Regions from separate parts of the Sus scrofa genome. Here all the other regions are linked to region 1. A link is a contact called in public HiChIP or PLAC-seq data. All regions are on one chromosome and are shown on one strand. The core of a region is the stretch at or near the end of the contact, and the rest is flanking DNA. Distances in the headings are between cores, read along the strand shown. Region 1 holds the start of LOC100624094 (spermatogenesis- and oogenesis-specific basic helix-loop-helix-containing protein 2). Region 2 holds the start of SMAD9 (SMAD family member 9). Region 3 holds the start of ALG5 (ALG5, dolichyl-phosphate beta-glucosyltransferase).

Region 1 (3,371 bases), core at 36-2,535:
TTTCACCAGCAAAAGCAAGCTTATTAGGAATAGCCAGAGGAACTGCAATTTGAGATAGGTGAACTATGGCGGATCACGAAACAATCCAGAGGACAGGGACTGGAAACTTGTTTTATAGAGAAAAGGAGGAGGTTAAGAAGGGTCGCAATAATCAGGGAGTCCAGCGGAGGAAGCTGGGAGTCTTATAAAGTATGAAAGCTTCTCATTGACTAGGCTGACGACTCAGTTTTCTTCCTGCAGGATACTAAAGGAGAGGCACCTTCCTGTCCTAGACAGACGTTTCTCGCTGTTAAGAGCAACTGAGGACTTATGGCAGGGTGTGTGAGCTCCTCCTACAGGCCTGCCCTGACTCCAGTTTTAGATGCGGTTTCTTCAATTCCAGTTTCTAACATTTTCCCCATAAATTATCAGTTTTCCAGGAATCTCCAGTAAGCAGCAATAACACATACTCAAATGTGCTTTTTATGCTCCCGCCCCCAATCTTTGTTTCCTTTTATAGGTACATGACCAATAGCATTTACTGACCACTCTGGGTCACTTTTCTCAGCAGTAAAAAGGCAGTAAACAGAACAAAGGAACTCCACCAGACTCCTTGAGCTGATTTCTGTTAGAAAACATGGTCCCATTGCTCACACTTCTCAAGTTTGTTCAACGGATGGAACATGTACCAGAGAAGTCAGAGGTAAAGTGAGCTGCATCTTTGGACCGGAGCCACGGATGGAACTAAAGCACAGGTAAGCCAAGAGTAGACTGCAAAGTTTGCAATTACAAATACAATCATGAAATTTCAAGTTGCAGTTGGGGCAGCTTTCAGCTAGGTCCGCAGACAGCTGCCAGATTTGCCAGAATTCAAAGACAATCTGAACTGAAGGCTCAAACAATCAGAATTCTAGTACCTTCTTTAGAGTCCTCCTCCCCAGACTCTCCGAGCCAAAGCCTGGGGGCTTGGTTAACTTAAGCAAAGAAAGGCACAGCTGTTCTGGGATCCAGCCCTTCCCTAACGAGGGCATGAACAACGTGAACGGCGGACATGTGTCGGGGTTTAAGCAAAGCAGCCAAGGCCAACAGCCCTCGACACCTTATCCTCAGGCACGCAGGCCACGCACACTCCCCCTGCCATCTTGGGCAAGGCTTGCCCCCTCCGCGGGTTTGGGAGAAGGATGGACGCCGCGGCCCACAGGACTTGCGAAGGAGTTTGGAGGTGTCCCGAGCACAAGCAGCCCTCCTCGCGTTTAAGCCGCTCTGGGCAGCCCAGCCTGTGTCCCGCCCCCACCGCCGTCCTGTGACGTCATCCGGAGGCGCCGGGATGCGACCGTGAGGCAGGTCGCCCTGACAACGGCCTGACCAAGTTTGGCCTCTCCCAGCTTCTGGGTGTTCCCTGAGGTTTAGCGTTGGGAGCCGGTCGAGGGAAGGTGTGGGTGGCTTCTGATCTAACACTATGGAGGAGGGACGAAGCGACACCTTCGACGGTGTGAGCACCGACCGCCTTAAATTGGAGTTACTAGAAGAAATCCACCTGAAGTGAGTTGGGGGGGCGCACTCCCGTCGGGTGTAGGGTTCACGTCCGCGCCTGCGCCTGTTGGTGCCCCGTGGTTCACGGCCAAAGCCACTGAGGCTGATGTGACACCTGCAGTGTGATTAATACCTAGGCAAAAGTAGTGACATCAAGAAGCAGTCAGTGTTTTATAGCAAAGATTCCTTTACCTCTTGCATTTGCTATTAGAATAGGTTTTGAGCTAGGATGTCCTGCCTTCAGGATCAAGCCAAATGGAGTGCCCTGTGTGCATATACTACATGATGCTGAAATATCAGTTTGCTGTTAATGGTCCACTAATTTCAGGGTTTCTGTTTCAGATTCAAAAGGTTGAAATATCATGCTTCTCTTTCATCCCTTTAGAAGAGCTTAAGAATTTGGTGACATTTTGTAAAAATGAAGCCCCTACTATATATAGTTCTTAAAATACTCAGTATTAATACTTTTTACTGGAGGATCTCCGTTGCCCTGAACTGTGGTGTAGGTCGCAGACGCGGCTCAGATCCCGCGTTGCTGTGGCGGTAGCGTAGGCTGGCAGCTGCAGCTCCAGTTAGATCCTTAGCCTGGGAACCTCCATGTGCCACCGGTGCGGCCCTAAAAAAGACAAAAAACAAAGTAACAAACAAACAAACAAAAAAAACTTACTACTAAGTCTTTGAAACTTTTAAATATTTTTAAAAAGAAGCCCACAACCACACCATCAGGCTCCAGGAGAGCTAGATTCTTCTGTCCCTATGACTTCTTGCTTTTTTTCTCTATTATAGCCCCACCACGCTCTTTTAACTGTTCAGTTATTTCTTGATCTGGTACTCAACTGTAAGCACTCTGAGGCCAGGTTCTGTATTCCCTGAAGCAACAGAGTATAGGAACCAATACTTTAGAGAAATCCTGTATAAATTCAAATCCTAGCTCTTATTACACAGCAACTACATGGTCTTGGGCAAGTTAATGAACCTCTTAAGTCTAAGTTTGGTGTAGAAACCATTATCTCACACATAGGGTTGTTGCCAGGACTAAGTGAAATGTATGTTAAGTACTTAGCATTGGCTTGCAATCAACATTCAGGGGAAGTTAGCTCCTACTATTGCTGATGATCTGTTTGTGTACCGTAGTATCTTCAGCCTTAGTTTAATACTTTTAACATAATAGACATTCAAAAATATGTATTGAATATATGACTCTGACATCATATTTTGATAACAAATATGCTATTTACTGATGTCCTAAATAGATAATCTCTGGAATGCTATTTGTGTGTGTGTGCGTTTTAAGTGTTTCTTTTTTCCTCTTTGTTTCAGGTTATCAGTTGTTACCCATTGCCCTATTTCTTTCCTGTTTTCTTTCTTTCTTTCTCTTTCTTTCCTTCCTTCCTTCCTTCCTTCCTTCCTTCTTTCTTTCCTTCTTCCTTTCTTTCTTTCTTTCTTTCTTCCTTCCTTCCTTCCTTTCTTTCTTTCTTCCTTTCTTTCTTCCTTTCTTCCTTTCTTTCTTTCTTCCTTTCTTTCTTTCTTTCTTCCTTTCTTCCTTTCTTTCTTTCTTTCTTTCTTTCTTTCTTTCTTTCTTCCTTTCTTTCTTCCTTCCTTCCTTTCTTTCTTTCTTTCTTTCTTTCTTTCTTTCTTCCTTTCTTCCTTTCTTCCTTTCTTTCTTTCTTTCTTCCTTTCTTTCTTCCTTCTTCCTTTCTTTCTTTCTTTCTTTCTTCCTTTCTTTCTTCCTTTCTTCCTTTCTTCCTTTCTTTCTTTCTTCCTTTCTTTCTTTCTTTCTTTCTTTCTTTCTTCCTTCCTTTCTTTCTTTCTTTTTCTTTCTTTCTTTCTTTCTTTCTTTCTTTCTTCCTTTCTTCCTT
Region 2 (3,689 bases), core at 814-3,313, 420 kb before region 1:
TACAATGCTGACTAATCTGTCTGAGGAATAAAATAAGGTACGTGTTGCTTCGTGTTTATTGAACGTCACCAACTTTTGTGTAACCAGGCTGCCCTCCTCTTCACTGAGCTGCCTGATGATTATCACGAGAGCAGGGGTTGTGGTGGCACCTTTGTGTAAAGAGGGGCCGTAACTTTCCCACCAGGAAGGTGCAGCTTTCCCTCCAAGGAAGCAAAGGAGAAAACTATGTTTAGTGCGTATTGAACAAGCAGTTGTTGGAGGTGATGAGCTAGGTTGATTCTAAGATGCTAAAACGAGTCAGCTCACTCCAAAAGGTTACCAACAGCCACTTTACACGTGAATAAGGTAGATAAGGTAGAGGGTTTCTAAAATCTGGAAGAAGGGGAGGGTTTTGTTTAAGCCAGCTATTTCGCAGGAAAGGAAATGCAGTTCTACCTCAGGAAATTTAAATGGGACTGCTGAATAAGTGGGAAGGAATGTCTCCTTTGGATGAGAGGGCAAAGAAGAATTCAGCTGATTTTCAGGGAGAATAACTAATGTGACAGCAGTGCATTTTTGTGGACGCCTTTGTATATGACCGAGTGAAGCTTCTAGAATCTTTTGGTCTTATGCCCCCCCTCTTTACTTTTGAGAATTATTGAGAACTCTAAAGAACCTTTGTTGATGTGACTTATGTCTATCAATTTTAAAAAAATCATTTTAGGAACTAAATCTGAGTAACTTAAAAATATTTACTGATTGATTAAAATACAACAATAAACCCATTACACATTAACATGAACATTTTTCCTTTGAAAAACTAGATTTTGGGGGAGTTCTTGCTGTGGTGCAGTGGGTTAAGGATGTGGTGGTGTCTGTGCAGTGGCTTGGGTCACTTTGGAGTCACAGGTTCGATCCCTGACCCAGTACAGTGGTTAGGGATCTGGCATTGTCACAGCTGTGGTGTAGGTCACAGCTGTGGCTTGGACTCAATCCCTAGCCCAGGAACTTCTCTATGCCCCAAGTACAGCCAAAAAAAAAAAAAAGAAGAAGAAGAAAAGAAACACCAGAAGATTTTTCTCCCAGATAGTACCAAAGGTATTATCATTTTATATTTGTGCAAGTCTCTTTAATGCCTGGTTTTCTGTATGACACTTGGATTCTCACATCTGCTCCTGCATTCAGTCTGTGGTTTGTTGTTTGGGTCTGAGTCATGGGGAGAATCCAGCGCACACAGATGTGTAGCTGGGAAGAAAGGACTGACTGCTCATCCCCAGGGGTCCTCGGACCACGCTTTGAGAGCCACTGTCCTCTAGAGGAACTTGGAAGAATACATGACATAAGTGAGATTATTAATGTTCCTGCTTTGTTTTTCTTTTTCAGTTATTTATGTGTATATTTTGCACAATGAAGGCTTGTCACTTGTGCAAACTATAAATGAGAGAGGAAGTGGCATGAGCATGTGGAGGAAAGATCACAGAGGCCCTAGAAACCCAGGCAGGAAAGCTTACACTTGCGAAACCAGGAAGCCACTGTAATTTCCCAGACAGGAAAAGGACTTGTTAAAAGTTGTCTTTGGAAATACATGGGTTAGCACTGGAGGAGAGGGCCTAATTAGAGGTGCTGCAGTATTGAAGGGGACTGGGAAGGTGGGGCAGGGACCAGATGTTGGCAGAAATGGACAGAAAGGTTCCAAATGTGAAAAACAATTCAAAGGCAGAATTAACAAGACTTGGGTATAGGGAATTAAGGAGAAGGAAGAGTCAAAGATGACTAAGAGTTTTCAAGTCTAAAACATTTGAAGAATATTTTCTCCTGTACATCCAACCTTTAGTGTTTTTTGAAAGTCTCTAATCCTGTGTTTTTGTTTTTGTTTTTTTTTAATTAGAGTTGGGCAGCCCATTCCAGGCCTTAGGAGAAAATCCACTTCGCAGCCAAAATTGGTCCCAATTCCTTCCGGAAGAAAGGGAAGACTTATGACGTCCCTGGCGAGTTGGCACCTATGACATCCTGGGAGGCGTCCTTGCTCATTACCCTCGGGCCGTGAAGGGCTTCGGGTCCAGTTCACAGCTTCTCTGGACGCCCACAGTGCGCCTCTTATGCACTCCAGCACCCCCATCAGCTCCCTCTTCTCCTTCACCAGCCCCGCAGTGAAGAGACTGCTCGGCTGGAAGCAAGGAGATGAAGAGGAAAAGTGGGCGGAGAAGGCGGTGGACTCTTTAGTGAAGAAGTTAAAGAAAAAGAAAGGAGCCATGGACGAGCTGGAGAGGGCCCTCAGCTGCCCAGGGCAGCCCAGCAAGTGCGTGACGATTCCCCGCTCCCTGGACGGGCGGCTGCAGGTCTCCCACCGCAAGGGTCTGCCCCACGTCATTTACTGCCGAGTGTGGCGTTGGCCCGATCTCCAGTCTCACCATGAGTTGAAGCCCCTGGAGTGCTGTGAGTTCCCGTTTGGCTCCAAGCAGAAAGAGGTGTGCATTAACCCCTACCACTATCGCCGGGTGGAGACGCCAGGTGGGTTTTCTCTGTGGTTTATTGTAAGAGCTAAGAGGGCGTGTCCCAGCTGGTGGAGAGATGTGAGGCACCCCCAGAGGAAGGGCCCGCCTTGGCAAGGAGTGGGGGTAGGCTCAGTTTGGAGGAACTGATCCAAGATTTCGTAGTCAGAGAAATCTAGACAGAAGCTATCTCTTTTCTGTATACATGTAAGCGTTGTGTGATTTTGAAAAAGGCAGTTTTATTTGGAGGTATTTTGGAGTCATCTATGAGTTCTTAAAAAGTCTCTGCATGGCCTTGACATGATCAACTGTAAAAAATAAGCATCTCCTTCCCGCCCCCTCTTCTTGAACTCAGCTCTGCTGAGCTAAACTGTCTGCTGCTTTCCCCAAGCTCAAGTAGTGGAGGTATCTGCTACCTGAGTCTGAAGACAGCCAAGGAAAGAGTTGCTGGAAATCACCTGAGCTCTGGGAAATGGCCCAGGTCTGTTAAGAGGCGGTTCTGTCTAGGAAGGCAGGCAGGGGTGAGAGTCAGCCTGCCACCTGGCTCCTGGGTTCAGTTCACCCTGCAGCAGCCCTGGGTAAGTTGTGCCCAGCTTACAAAAGTCTTAGCGAGGTGACTTTTCAGGCTCCCAAATCCTGCCTCATGTTGTAAAACTGTTTTCAAGGAAGTCACCTGCTTGTGCATGGATGCTTCTCACAGTCACATCATCCCGGATACAGGGTGAGACTGTTTGGAGAAAGTCCCCAGAATGATATGGGGTGATTCTGGGTGAATCTTCCAAAAAGGAAAAATCAGTGTTTATTTGAACCTTGTTAACACCGTGTTAAAGGAGCAACATTGGAAAGAAGTCGTATGTCACTTACTGTGTCAGGTCCTCACTTTCAGACAATTCATGACAAAGTCAGTTTTTTATTCTTCTGTATTCATGGAACACATACAAGAAGAGTGAATGGCTTACCATCCCGGTCTTTTTTGCACGATGATGTTGACTATTTGTTTTATAGTGTCATAAGGTGATGTACACAACTACAGGTTTCTGAAGGAGGAAGAAATTGTTTCTCTGTTACCCTCATCTGTAGTGGTTTAATTGGAAACTTTTCATCTACTTGTTTGAGTATATAGTCAACCTGTAGAGCTGAAAATTATTGCTTGTTAAGAAGAGACAAATGTATGCTAGTGGATAAATGGTGGGCTTTGGATGGATGTTATTGTTACTG
Region 3 (3,706 bases), core at 180-2,679, 510 kb before region 1:
AGAGCGCTTGCAGCGCTTGCAGCGCTTGCAACGCCACACAGTCCTTCCAGCACAGCCTCACTGGGGGAGGACGCCCCCGTTCCTTTCACTACGACCCCCTCCAGTCCTCCCGCCCGTCGCCTACTTCCGTGATGGAAGGAAGTGGGCGTCCGGTGGGATGGTCTCTCGGTGAGAAAAATCCCACCTAAAGAGTAAATGAAGCTGCAATCCGCTAGGATACGAACTCCCGCCCGCCGTGCAGCCACACTCACTTGAACCCGGCCGCCATCTTCCCGCCCGCGCGCCTGCGCCTGCGCCTGCGCCTGCGCCTGCGCCTGGGTATCGCCTCACCTCTGGCCCGCGCAGCTGCTCCGCCGCGGCACTTTCAACACTGATGTTTGTTTGTGCCTTTCTGCTGCCTGGTATCTGGAAGGCAGAGTACAATGGGGGAGAGCTAAGCCAGGCGGGGCGGGGATTGTTTCCTGCATGCCTTCCCTTCGACCGCCACTAGCCAGACGCCCTTCAAGGTTTCCTTGCTTTTGGCGTGTTTTGACGAATCGGCTATTAGAGAAGTGACCAGTGTCTGTTTAGAAACTGTGGTAGTTCAAGACTCAGGAGAAAACCTACCTTACATCAGAGGATCAAGTATTTGAGTGTGGAGCATTACTCCAGTGTTTCAGCATCCTTTTCCCGCCCCCTTCTTGACTGGGCCCTGGGCTTGCCTCCTCCCAGGTAAAGTCCTCCCTGCTCCAGCACGGAAGAATCACCTAAATTTTCTGCTCGCTCCTTATCCGCACCAAGCAACCTGACCGGGCTCCAAAGGAGCAGTTTTGTTGTAGACTGTGTCATGGTTCAAGACCTACACCTCCCTCTTAGATAGGGTTGCCAGATAAAATACAGGGCATCCAACTCAATTTGAATGTCAGATAAAGAGTAGTTTGTTACTGTGGGTACAAGAAAAAATTTTCACTTGATTAGTTGCTACCAGAAGCTGGGGAATAACTGGGAAAGTTTTAGAAATAGTGACGATGGTTGAAAGAAATTGTAAATGCAATTAATGTCGTTGTAGTGTACACGTAAAGTGTATAGAGTGCCAAATTTTATGTTTTACATTATCAGAGTTTGAAAAAATTAATGTGTGGATTGTATGGTATGTGAGTTGTATTTTAATAATGCTGTTAAATAAAACGATTCGTTGCTTATCTGAAATTCAAATTAAATGGATATCCTGTACTTTTATTTGTTAAATCTGGCAACCCTGCTACTGTGGAACTGAGTGAGCGCCTGCCCCTCGCAAGGACTGAGCGTCTCTCACACCGCTAAGTATTCCTCGCCTCGCCGCGCGGCGGCGCTGTGGGCGGCGGGCGCCCGACCGGCGCGGCCTCTCTGCGGGCGGGAGGCGGGGCCCGCGGCTGCACTTCCGCGTGTGTGTAGGCGCTGCAGAGGGCGGGCGGCGGCGGCCTCTGGGCATGGAGTATGGTTCCGCTCCTGCTGCAGTTGGCCGTGCTTGGCGCGGGGCTGGCGGCCGCAGCCCTAATTCTGGTGAGGAGAGGGGTTGGGGACCGACGCGGGTGCGGGTGGAGACTCGGCCCCCAGGCATCCTCTCCTCCGCACTGCCGGTTCTTCGACGTGTCCCTTGAACCATGCTTCACCTAAGCTCCGACCCCAGAATTTCTTCTGCTAGAATTTTACGCATCTTTCTAACGTTCTTTATTTTTATCTTGGAGCTTTATTTCCCTGCGTGTCCAGAGCCTAGAACTTGGGTTCACTGGGCCATGCCCACCCTGTCTTCTTTCGCCCCCTAGTCTCCGGACCCTCTGCCGCCCGCCGCGTCTGTCCCGACCTCTCCAGCATTTCCTCCCGGCCTTGCAGTCGCTGCAGTTCTGGCCCCACCAGGGAGGTCTTGAGCCCCCAGATGTTTGCTTTGCAGGCTCTCCCTTCCCGATGTAGATAAGGAAATAGAAAGTGGTGGCAGCACTGACAAGTGCCATCTGTTACGGGATTGGTTAGACTCGTGCATTAAGGAGACCCACTGGGGTCACAGGAATACCTAGACAAGGCCAGTGTTACCATATGCTGGGGGTCAATATGTCCCAGAATTCAACACCTTAAGTTTGCTGCCTCTAAATGAGGCAACACAGTAGAACTTAAGCTCGGATTTTCTTTGCCATTACGGTGGAAACACAGAATCATTGTAACACTTGCTGATCCAAAAGTAGTAGAAAAGTTGCCAAGTGAACTTTCTCCCATGTGTTTTGGAATGGGTCTGTCATCTAGTTAGTAAATGGAGTAGAAAAAGCGTCAAGTGAATTACTCTACCACCCCGCCCCAACTCTCTGGCACCTAGTTAGTGAATGGAGAGGTTCCTGCTTCCTTGACTTTGAAGTTGGCAGCCTAGATAGCATTGCTAGGAAGGCCACTTTGCCATCTTGCCAGAATTTTACAGCTTAAAAGTAGTTTAGAGAAACAGCAATATATCCTGACTTCTTCAGTGTTTGTGTGTTTGGGTGGGAAAGGAATCCTCTTTGCCCTTAGTATATGGACATTTGGGGAGTCGGGGGAGGTTAGCTTTAGGATGGGGCAGAGTTTGACAGAATCCTAAATTGAATCTGCCTAATGTTGACTCTTGCACGTATTTAAATGTGTATGTTATGAGATTGTCTTGGAAATACTTTAAAAAAAACACTTTATTTTATTAAAGTATAGTTGATTTACAATGTTGTGCCTATTTCTGCTGTACAGCAGAGTGACCCAGTCATATATATATGTAATATATTTATATATATATATATTCCTTTTCTTATATTATCTTCCATCATGGTCTATCCCAAGAGACTGGATATAGTTCCCTGTGCTATACAGTAGGACCTCATTGCTTATCCGTTCTAAATGTAATAGTTTCTGTCTCTAACCCTAAACTCCCAGTCCATCCCACTCCCTCTCCCTCCTCCTTGGCAACCACAAGTCTGTTCTCTAAGTCTGTGAGTCTGTTTCTGTTTTATAGATCGGTTCATGTGTGCCATGTTTTAGATTCTACATATTGGTGATATTATATGGTATTTATCTTTCTCATTCTGACTTAGTATGATAATTTCTAGTTGCATCCATGTTGCTGTAAATGATATTATTTCATTCCTTTTTATGGCTGAGTAGTATTCCATTGTATATATGTACCACATCTTCTTAATCCATTCATCCATCAATGGACATTTAGGTTGTTTCCATGTCTTGGCTATTGTGAATAGTGCTGCTATGAACATAGGGGTGCATGTATCTTTTTGAATTATAGTTTTGTCTGGATATACACATACACCCATGTCCTGGAAGTATTTGTTCTATTGGCTTGAAGTGGTTAGAAGAGCTACCATTTATTGAGTATTTAACAGGGATTATCTCATTTGGTCTTTAAAACAACACAGACATAAGTGTTATCATCATTTGTTTTATTTTACTGATGAGGAAGCTGATGTTGGCAAGATGAGCTCCTGTGTGCAAGTGTTACCCAAATAGGTTTTTTTTTTAAAGCCAGAGGAGAAAATTATTACAAAACACACTGATCTTGTTACGTGTGTGTGTGTGTGTGTGTGTGTGTGTGTGTGTTGTTTCCTCACCCCGCTTCCTTTCTGAATCAATTTTGAAGCAAACATAAGCCATAACATGTTATCTGTAAATCCTCAGCATTTATCTCTAAGCTTAGAACCCCCTTTTTAAAATATAGCCACAATGA

What was found. HiChIP or PLAC-seq counts read pairs in DNA pulled down with a chosen protein or histone mark.
Region 2: an H3K27ac HiChIP or PLAC-seq map of alveolar macrophages shows a contact between it and region 1. The contact joins the promoter of SMAD9 here to the promoter of LOC100624094 in region 1. A contact is called at or near these places in 1 of 5 promoter capture datasets (fetal liver), 1 of 47 Hi-C or Micro-C datasets (subcutaneous adipose tissue) and 1 of 2 datasets of contacts at active chromatin or transcription factors (alveolar macrophages).
Region 3: an H3K27ac HiChIP or PLAC-seq map of alveolar macrophages shows a contact between it and region 1. The contact joins the promoter of ALG5 here to the promoter of LOC100624094 in region 1. A contact is called at or near these places in 2 of 5 promoter capture datasets (fetal liver and fetal skeletal muscle), 3 of 47 Hi-C or Micro-C datasets (embryonic fibroblasts and retroperitoneal adipose tissue) and 2 of 2 datasets of contacts at active chromatin or transcription factors (alveolar macrophages and skeletal muscle).

Annotation. Positions count from the first base shown.
Region 1 is chr11:12,307,639-12,311,009 of Sscrofa11.1, reverse strand. It overlaps LOC100624094 (spermatogenesis- and oogenesis-specific basic helix-loop-helix-containing protein 2), which reads left to right and starts at 1,285. Exons shown (of 20, transcript XM_021065387.1): 1 at 1,285-1,521. The coding sequence starts at 1,439.
Region 2 is chr11:12,726,355-12,730,043 of Sscrofa11.1, reverse strand. It overlaps SMAD9 (SMAD family member 9), which reads left to right and starts at 2,063. Exons shown (of 5, transcript NM_001195510.1): 1 at 2,063-2,490. The coding sequence starts at 2,079.
Region 3 is chr11:12,813,692-12,817,397 of Sscrofa11.1, reverse strand. ALG5 (ALG5, dolichyl-phosphate beta-glucosyltransferase) reads left to right here and starts at 1,429. Exons shown (of 10, transcript NM_001244320.2): 1 at 1,429-1,521. The coding sequence starts at 1,456. It overlaps EXOSC8 (exosome complex component RRP43), which reads right to left and starts at 317. Exons shown (of 11, transcript XM_021065264.1): 1 at 252-317. The coding sequence starts at 268.